Regions from separate parts of the Mus musculus genome. Here all the other regions are linked to region 3. A link is a contact called in public Hi-C and promoter capture Hi-C data. All regions are on one chromosome and are shown on one strand. Each heading gives the region's core, a stretch centred on a gene start, on an enhancer-like site or on the middle of the called end of the contact. The rest is flanking DNA. Distances are from core to core; before and after follow the strand shown. Region 1 holds the start of Rab37 (RAB37, member RAS oncogene family). Region 2 holds the start of Ttyh2 (tweety family member 2). Region 3 holds the start of Cog1 (component of oligomeric golgi complex 1).

Evidence for each region. Promoter capture Hi-C pulls out the DNA fragments that hold promoters and counts their contacts. Hi-C and Micro-C count contacts between places; a contact is called where the count stands out from the background.
Region 1: a promoter capture Hi-C map of liver shows a contact between it and region 3, with 6 times the contacts expected there. The contact joins the promoter of Rab37 here to the promoter of Cog1 in region 3. A contact is called at or near these places in 2 of 39 promoter capture datasets (liver and pre-B cells) and 1 of 115 datasets of contacts at active chromatin or transcription factors (pancreatic cancer cells).
Region 2: a Hi-C map of the G1E-ER4 cell line shows a contact between it and region 3, with 6 times the contacts expected there. The contact joins the promoter of Ttyh2 here to the promoter of Cog1 in region 3. A contact is called at or near these places in 1 of 39 promoter capture datasets (liver), 1 of 15 datasets of contacts at CTCF or cohesin (pro-B cells), 4 of 484 Hi-C or Micro-C datasets (all in the G1E-ER4 cell line), 6 of 115 datasets of contacts at active chromatin or transcription factors (T-cell acute lymphoblastic leukemia, embryonic forebrain, kidney and 3 more) and 3 of 9 other capture datasets (adipose tissue, liver and pancreatic islet).

Annotation. Positions count from the first base shown.
Region 1 is chr11:115,152,856-115,156,045 of GRCm38.p6, reverse strand. Rab37 (RAB37, member RAS oncogene family) reads right to left here and starts at 1,868. Exons shown (of 9, transcript NM_021411.4): 1 at 1,755-1,868. The coding sequence starts at 1,847.
Region 2 is chr11:114,673,933-114,676,939 of GRCm38.p6, reverse strand. It overlaps Ttyh2 (tweety family member 2), which reads right to left and starts at 1,472. Exons shown (of 14, transcript NM_053273.2): 1 at 1,268-1,472. The coding sequence starts at 1,396.
Region 3 is chr11:113,647,841-113,651,084 of GRCm38.p6, reverse strand. It overlaps Cog1 (component of oligomeric golgi complex 1), which reads right to left and starts at 1,556. Exons shown (of 14, transcript NM_013581.3): 1 at 1,210-1,556. The coding sequence starts at 1,524. It also overlaps a transcript of Slc39a11 not described here.

The DNA.
Region 1 (3,190 bases), core at 619-3,118, 1.5 Mb before region 3:
TCCCAGCCGTCTGGTTAGACTGCTAATAAGGTTGGAATTGCTCAGGGCTCTCTGAACTTGATAGCGGAGCCACAAAGCTAAAAAGCTTTTCTTCCTTAGCTATGGGGTCTTGGGCCTGATTAGTTGATTGTGGGGCAGAGATGTCAGAGTGGGTCGGAAAGGAAGGGATGCAAGGCTGAGTTCCCGAATTATAAAAACCCTACTGTGTGCTTTGGGGAAATTTTCATCGGCTTGCCCACCATAGTAGGAGGAAAGTGGGGGTGGGGTGGGGGAGTGGGGCTCGTTCCTTTGCAGCCTTTCTGGAGCTTGTCAATGACTAACGACAAGATTGATGGGGACCACTTAAGAAGAGTGCCCAAGACCCCAGACCTAAGGTGCTCCAAGGATCTTTTCTCATCATGCTCTTTTCCCACAGCTACAGACTCAGGACTGGGCCAAGCCTGGCAGGCTGGGGGTCAGCTATTTTGCAGGTGCTCCCAGCAGGCACTCTGATGGCTCTGGGGCCCCAGCCATACAGGGGGAGGGAGGGAGGGAGGCAGGCGAATACCGGTATTTGTGTACTTTACAGATCACAGCTGCCTTGAGCAAATGATGCAGCCGGTCACCCAGCCCATCAAGTCCACCAAACACAAACAGCTGCTCAGCCTTGCCACCTCCTAGGTAAACAGCTCAGTTGTCCTGCAGGGCTAGGAGGTCAGGAGATCCCCATCAGCCTGGGGGTGGGGGCTGGCCATCAGCAACTCCCCTCCCCTGAGGACTTAGAGCCCCATTTCCTGCCACAAGCCCACACAGGACGCCTATCTCAACGTCTCTGGGTGGGTAGGCTGGCTGACTGGCTTCCCCTGAAACCCTAGGGGGTGGAGATGTGAAGCTCCTAGTGAGAGTGAGATCTGGTGTTTGAGAGGAACCAAGACCCTGAAAGAGGCAGGTACCCTTCAAGACCAGGCATCACTTCTACCTGGCATAGCTCTTACTTCTCTCTCCTAAACCCTGTAGAAAAATAGTGCAAGAGGCTGGCTGGCTCAGCATCTCTTTTTAGAGTTCCATGTACTTGCTTAAGCCAAGGACACCAATAAGAGAGGTGGTGACAGACATCCTTTTATTCAGGGCATTCCTGCAGAATGTATGCACCCCAGAGAGTTGCCTTTAAGGTCGTCGGGGGGCCGGGCGGGGGGAGGGGGAGAGTGGGCCATGGTCACTAATTGCCATGTTCTTTCTCAGCTTCTGAAAATTCCCAAGTGGACTTGTAGGCTGGCTACATGCAGCCTGGGGTGTTGGGAAGGAGCTGTGAGTCTATGTCTGGAGGCAGTGGGGAGGGGAAGGGTGGGATGTACCGCTGAGTGGGGACCCAAAGCACTGCACGCCTGTGACAGGTGTCACTTTTTGAGGCTTAGCTCAAAAAGGGCATTAACCTTGAGATGCCTCTGAAGGCGGGGATGCCCTGTCTGTGTCTTCAGAGAGTCCCTGTCTCCCAGTATTCCAAAGTGTGGCAGAAGGAACTGGGTTTTTGTTCCTAGGGTGGGGGAGTCTTAGTCTTTCAGATCTGCCTTACCCCATGCCCTCCGAGGTCAGCCTAGAACCCTAGAGACTGGGATGAGCCCAGGGGTTATGCCCCAGACCAGAGACCCAGCTGACACTTCCAGAAGAGGGGTGTAGACAGGGAAGGACAGGGTCCTAAGGCAAAGGACATCGGGAGGGATGTCCCTAAGTGCCGGCCTGGGGGGTCCCCAGCACTGAGCGCAGAGCCCACCCACCTTGCCGGTGAGATCGTAGTTCGGGCTGAAGGGCGGGGAGCGCTCAGGGGCCTCGCCATCCCCAGCGGTAGCAGCTCCTGGTGTGCCAGTCATGTCCCCGGACAGTCAGAGGTGAGCCCGGCTCGAAGCAAGCGAGGGAGAGCGAGGAACCGCCCTGCCCTAGGCTCCGCCCACTCCTCCCTCCCCATCCACCAACCGGCTCGGACCCTGATAGACTCCTCCCTCCGTCCCGCCATCCCCTCGACGACGCCAGCCAGGACGTCTGAGACTCGCAGAATGCACACCCTAGGGAGTGGCAGTCCCCCTGAGAGACATTAGCCTAGTTTAGTGCTCTTACAGCACGGAATGAGTCCTGCTACAGGACCAGCCCATTAAGGTCGCAGTGGTGAAGTTAGATTGCCATCGAGGCTGCGGACCCGGGAGACCCAGCTAGCTGCGGAAGGTGTGGGGCTTGGTTTCCTACTGCGGCAATGCAGTGGCCAGCAGGGCGCGCCCGAGCTCCAGCCAGTTGACAGTCCGGTACTTACCTGCAGGCAAGAAGCTGGGGACGTCCCTGAACAATGTTGGACAGGAAGTTGCATTCTGAGACTAGCACCCAAGCGGTTCTGATAGACCTCAGCTCATCTGAGCCTACTTTTTCACCGACACTCACCTTGGAGCGCACTGACCATCTGGGGAGCTCCTGGGTGGTGCTAACACTTGGAGCTCTTTGCCATGTTTCTCCCTCATTTGTTAGTCTAAGCCCCTGATGTCCTCCCACCACGGGAAGGTGAGCTCTTGAAGCCCATCTTTCCAAGGGGACAAGATAGGGCCAACATTATTCAGGGAAGGCCTAGGCCTAGCCACCGAGTGGGTGCCACAGGAATTCATGAAGTCGTGGGTCGTTTTGAGCTGTTTCTAGTACAGCCCAGGAACCCTGCAGCTCCGGATGACGGGGGATATGGAGAATCTGGGGTTGCACATACCAGGGTTCAGTAGCTTGTGGGCCAACTTTTCAACATCTCAACGCTGTATAGAAAGGAACAGGATGCGGGGACTGGATGCGGGGTGTAGGAAGGGGGTTGGGCCCCTCAACTTTTTAGGTGAGGGCAGTGAGGGCTGGCTTTGGGGTGACTATGACTTGGGAAATGGCTGTGTACATCAGCAGGAACTATTTCATGACAGCTGAGAGGAGATCCCGGAGCCTGGATGGAGGTGACTTTGTCGAGGTGGGAATTGGAGAGGGGTAGTGGCTTGCCCCTTGCTCACCGTCCACTGAAAACTAATGTTGTGGGGGTACATCGTGTCCCCCAAGAGATATGCTGAAGTCCTAGGCACTGGTACCCAAAATGTGTGTGGCCTTCCTTGGCAACAGGAACATTAGAGATGTAGGTTAGAACTGGGCCATACTGGAATAGGGGTTCCGTGATGGTTAATACTGATCATTAACTTGGCAG
Region 2 (3,007 bases), core at 223-2,722, 1.0 Mb before region 3:
CAAAGGGGGTCCCATCCTCCCAGAAGAACAGAAACCAACAGCCCAAGCCCGCAAGTAGTAGAGCCATTGAAAGTTATAATTAGACTCTGGGGTACTGGCTCTTCTTGGGCAGAGCACAGCACACGGTTCGGGAGCCCCTGGCCTCAGAACGAGGACAATCTGGGAGGACAAGAAGCCACTCCTGGGCAGTCTAGAGAAGCCCTGCTCAGCCAGATGCCCCACTATGGAGATTAGGACACCGTGCCAACCACTGCAGGTCAAAGTCCAACATGAGCACAGTGCTCTGAACTAATAATGGGCCTCCTCCCAAGTCGCCTCAGCCCCTGAATCTTTGACCCAGCAGAGGGAACTGACTCAGCCGGGCCGCAGAGGCCGCCGTGGGTTTAACCGCGGCTGAGATCTGCTGAGAGACCGTTGCAGGGTCTGGAAAGGAGGTCAGAAGCCTGGACCTGACCTCCAAACCCGCAAGGGAACGTCCCCCTTCATCAGGGACAGTTAAGAAGTATAAAGATAAGGAGGGTAGCTGGCCCGGGAACCAAGACCTCAGAATTTCAGAGCCTAGAAGTTTATAGGGAAGGAACACCAGAACAGACGGGGTAGATGCTGGACGTGGTGCGAGACGGGGTGGATCTGAAGCCACCTTCCATCCTGGACTCCAACAGCTGTGGGGTTTTGGCATCCAAGAGATTAGTCACCCACGCCGCTTCTTTCAGCCCCGCAGCCTTTGTGAAGAAGCCAAGGCAGAGGTATTGGCAGTGGCTGCTACCCTTCAGGCTGGGGCTGGGGCTGGGGAAAGGAGCGCAAAGGACTCCGGAGACTCAAGTCGGTTTCTGCCTAAACTTTTTCTCAGGCCATCAGGGCCGGGAGAGAAATCGTCTGGTGTCGGGAGTCTCAGAAGGGGAACTTTGCAGCACCTCTAAGCACCCACACACCTCGGCCGCCAGTCACGCCGATTCAGATGCCCCACCCCCACTGTAAGTCTTTGGAAGGCTCAGCCCCCGCCACCCGAGCGCAGCCTCCGCGTCCTTCCTCTTCTTCCCCAGTGTTTCCAGCTTTACCAACTCCGAGATTTCCAGCTAGGTCGAGCGTCCCGGCCAAGGAACCCGGGAGAGCTGAGAGGGCCCAAATGGGGACCAAGGGGGTCTGAGAAGCGCGGAGAGCGCGGGATGCCGAGGCAAGAGAGAAAGGAGTGGGACCTGGGCGAGCGCAGGCCGGCTCTGGCTCTCACTCTAAGGGTCCCTCTCCGTGGCTCGGCTCATGGGCTTACCTCCTGGTAAGTTTCGTCGCCGGGGCTGAAGGTGCTGTCTACTCGCTGCAGGCGCAGGCCGAGGTGCGGAACGCTGTGCAGCCACACGACCCACCAGGGCGCGATGTACTCCACTCGCGCCGCCGGCATGGCTTGCACAAGCTGCAGCGGGTCCACTGCCCCTGCCAACGCCGCTACCACCACTACCCGGCTCGGAAGCGACCCGGCCCCGCCTCGCCTAAACCCCGCCCCATATCCAGCCCTAGGCGAGGACACGCCCCACCATGCACGAGGCTCTGCTCAGGTCCCGCCCCCACCTCGGGCCCTGCCCCACCCCTCCTCTTGAGCCAATTCCTGGACACACACACCCACTCCAGAAATTGGGCTCAAAAACATGCCCTGATCCTTGCTATCAACATCAGAATAGTGGCCCAGGTTTGATGGTGCGTGCCTTAGGATGGTAAGGCAGAAGGATCAAGAATTCAAAGGTCTTCCTCAGGTCTGTTATGAGTTGGAGGCCAGCCTGGGCTATGTGAGACCTGATCTTAAAAAAAAGGCAAGATTTTGAAAAAAAGACTAAAGAGCCAGTGGATAATTAGTAATCATTACCTAGGAGGCTGGGCTAGTCCCTAATTCATTCTACTATTACTATTATTATTATTAATTATTCCCCAGACTGGGCCTCACTATGCTTTCTGTCCTGGAACTCATTATGTAGAGCAGCCTGGCCTTGAAGCTGGGAGCACAAGGGTCTTTTTTTTTTTTTTTTTTTTTTTTTTTTTTTTGGTTTTTCGAGACAGGGTTTCTCTGTAGTCCTGGCTGTCCTGGAACTCACTTTGTAGACCAGGCTGGCCTCGAACTCAGAAATCCGCCTGTCTCTGCCTCCCAAGTGCTGGGATTAAAGGCGTGCGCCACCACCGCCCGGCTTGCACAAGGGTCTTAAGCAGGAGGTAGGTGGTGGGCAGGTACCAGTCAACACGTTAGGTGGCAAACTCGAGAGCCAAGTCAGGGCCAGGCTTGGTTGGGCACAGCGCTGGGGAGCCAGCTGGAGGGAGGATGCTTAGTGCTGCAGGCAGAGGAAGGAAAGGAGACCCCAGAGAGGGCAGGGAGAATTTCTAACTAGGTGCTGTGGTGCCCCTAAAACAGGCACTCTTGCTCTATCAAAGAACCTTGCTAGGAGTGCTTCCCTGCTCCCTGGCCGCTAGGACTTCTCACAGTCAGCTCTGTTCTATAGTTGCTAGAGCCTGGCTGCTACATCTGCCCCGGACAGCCGAGGCACCATCAACCCCCTAACCCACCTTGTTCTCACAGATGTCTCGCTAGTCCAGGATTGTCTAGGAATCCTCCCGAGCCTAGGACACCTAGTGATGAGCAAAGTCTCTTTCCAGTTTCCTGTCTTTCCACGTGTTTAGTAGGGAGGGGAGGCTCTAAACCTCGGTGATTATAAACACGTCCAGTGCTTTTGTCCTGAGCTGGCATGAGGGTGGCTAGCTTGGGGGGTGCCTCCACAGGGAACAGTTAGGCTGATGTCTCCAGAGGATTCCATGGTGGGTAGAAATCTTGTGGGGTGAGGGACTAATGGGCAGGGGAGAAAGGGAATCCAGTCAGGAAACCCCAAGATCTGCAGTGCAAGGGCCGGGCTGGGCTGTGGCTGCTTCCCAGTGGCCAGGGTCGGGGAGCGGCTTCTGAGTTGATGGAAATGTTCTGTGGACTTGAAAAGCCCACATCCCTGTACAGCTAAGACTTATAGGCCTACACCCA
Region 3 (3,244 bases), core at 307-2,806:
TTTGATCTCGGACTTCCCAGGCCTATTCCTGAGGGAAAATGAATGTCTACTCTTTATGAACTATCCAGTGTTAAATCTTTTGTTACAGCAGCATAGCTGGCCAGAGACGTCAATGTTCCAAATCTCAGTTGTCCTTACTGGGGAGGAGCCACACCTAACTCACTCCTTCCTTCCGAACTATTACATTAAATGGACATGTGGCGATTAATCACCTTTATGCTAAACTATTTTCTACTGCCATTCTAAATTATTCATATTTTAAAAATTCAATTTCCCAAGAATTTCTTTCTTTAATTAGAATGTAAACTTCAAGAACATCTTGGGAGGCTCCTGTTTATGATTTGAACGGAGAGGGCATTCCCCCAGAAATGCACCAGCCATAACCATGAAAATCAATCCATTTCTAAGACTGGGCTTACATAGTTGAAGCTAGCCAGCTAAGTCTGTCCATTTGGGAAGGGGGCTGTACTTAATGTGTAGCTTAGGGAGTGACAGGCTGACAAAGTTCCAACCTTCTTTGCCCACGTTCATTATACTGCCCTAGTTTTTTTGGCTTGGATTTTCTGACACCTAAGTAGCGCAAGAAAGCTGGCTCCACATGTGGGCTAGTGTGCTTTTGTAATTTCTTCTTCTGTTACAGTAAGTTCTCCTAGGTTAAAAACTATTTACCCTCGGCGCCCTCTGCTCATTCCTAAGCCAACACCCAATGTCAGAATTCGATCCGCATCGGGTCTTAAACGTTTCATGGGAGGACATCAGGATACCCTGAGTTTTTTAAACCAGCCTGAAATGAAACTGCTCACCTATTAAAAGGGGGAGGGTCTGACGGCTGAGGCTACCCTCCCCCAATTCTCCAGGCTCGGTCGGGCTCAGGGTGGGATGGGGAATGAATGAATGACTTTGACAGGAAGGTGTGAGCTAACGGGAGAGATCTGACAGTCGAGAGACCCCTGGCGTTTTCAGTTAAAAGGGAAGGAGAGCGCAGCGAACCCACGGGAGGCGAGGGAATCGTCCGGAAGTCCGGGAAGGCTCCCGGAGCAAAAGGCCGGCTGGCTTTTCGGCAGCGGACCAGCGTCCCGAGGAAGGCCCGCAGACGCCTCCCGGTAGCCCGCGGCGGCGAGGGGCGGGCTCCTCCGGCGGAAGGTGAGGGGTGGGGTCCGCCGGGCGGCGGGGGCGGAGGGACGTGGCGGGTTCGGATCCCGGACTGACCTGCGGGGCCCGTGGGACCCGGGGCGCCACGGAGCCGGCCTGGCGGAGGCGGGCGCAGTATTGATCGGTGGCCTGCACGGCGTCCACCAGGCCCTCGGCGCAGCGGCGCATCTGGCCGATGGTGTCCGCCGCCTCGATCAGGTCGCGGTACCGCTCGCCCACCATCTGCCGCAGCTCCTCCTTCTTGTGTTCGATCTCGGCTCGGACCTGGCGCTCCAGCCCGCGGATCTCCTCCGCTCCATGAGTCTCGAAGAGCGCGTTGGGATCGCGCAGATCCAGCCGCTTGAGCGCGGAGGAGGCGGTCGCGGCCGCCATGGTGCTAAGCCAGGGATCCGCCGGCCGCTTCCGCCTGCCAGCCCCGCCCCGCCCTCCCGCCATCATGGATGGGGGCGGAAGTGCTTCCGCCAGGTCGGGAGCCTCGGTGGTCCCAGGGACTGAGCCTCGGTGGCAGTGCTGCTCTCCAGAGCTTATTTTTTACTGTTACAATCTCCCTTCTCTCTCCTTCACTCTTCCTTCCTTCCCTCTTCCTCCCCATTCTCACCCTATGTAGGTGGAGTACGTGCGACAGAAACAGATGCGCGCGGAGGTCATAAGTTGCAGGAGGCTCACTCCTGCCATGAGGATCTCAGTATAGAATTTTAGATGGAATTTTATCGGCTTTGGCGGCAATCGCCTTTGCCTGCTGTGCCATCTCGCCTACCCTGAGCGCTCGTTTCCTTAGAGAAGCGAAATAGTTAAGGTTGTACTTGGTGGTCAAAGTCTTAGTGGCCCGGAGCCCCTTGCGTCGCACCCAAACCCTTTCCTGGGGAGGGAAGAGCTTCACCGTGGGGTTCATTATGGTAAAGATGCACGTATGGTCGTGTTGCTGTCGGTCTTACATGCATGCACGCTTTTGCCTTCGATAGACCATCACAGCAACCAGGACTGGGCCTTGGGACTCTTCCCTTAGGACTTGGCAGCTGGAGATCTGAGTGACGGCTGTGGTCCACCTTGTTACCTGGGTCTTCTATTTTATTTAAATATTGTTTAGTGGCCACAAAATGGGTTTCCCTGTTACAGGCCTCCTGTGGTGGAGAACGATGGGGAGTCCATGATGCCAGAGGATTGGACATCCTGAGATTGACCCAGTAAGAAAACCTGGACGTTCTGGCTTGCTGTTCATAAGTCCGTTCAGGGCCCTTCGTTTTGGAAAAGTTTGCTGAAGAATTCTTTCCTATGTTAACACAGAGAAAACAGTATTGTGTGTTCAGCAGCCCTGTACCACAGACAGCCTCTGGGTTTTCTCTCCCGTTCACCACTGCCACTACTTCGAGGCAAATGTCACAGCAATAGATTGATATCTAAATAAGGGGGTTTACTTACGACATTCCAGCAAGAAGAGTCCCTGCTCTATGCACAACTGAAGCCCAGGGAATTTTACTTACCTCGGGGAAGGGGGTTAACTCAGAACTCAAGCCACTTGGCTTGAGATACCGCCTACGCGTCAGAGTTCCCCCAGCACAGCGCGCCCCCTGGTGGCGCAGCGGTGACGTGCAGTCCTTTCTATAGTCCCGCGCTACCGGCTGCTTTGGTGCTGTTTTGCTTCTGAGCCTGCAGAATCTGTCTTCCGTGTTTGGAAGCGCTTCTCTGTCAGGCAGAAACTTTCCCCAGGACTTCTTGCACCTACTGTGCCAGCCTGGGGCCTGGGACTGGTCCACAAGACCTTCTTGGGCCTTTGAAGGCAGCGATGCCCTGGTGCAGGGATTTCAGCCTTGTAGAGGCTAGGTCTCACCCACAACACCTAGTGTGCAGGACTGGCAGGGACAGTGGCTGCAGCTGTAGTTTCAGGTGCCAGCGCTGGTGATGGGTATCTGCAGGTTGGATCACCCTGTGGTATACCTTGGATTAGGAATGTTCGCCCTCTCTTTGCTCCTGTCTCTTCAGCTTAGTTGCACATCCTGCCCAGCAGCTCACTGTGTTATCAATACATCCATTTTCTCTGAAAATCAGAACCGTGGTCTGTAGCTTGCCCTGGGAGCCTAACACTTATTCCTCA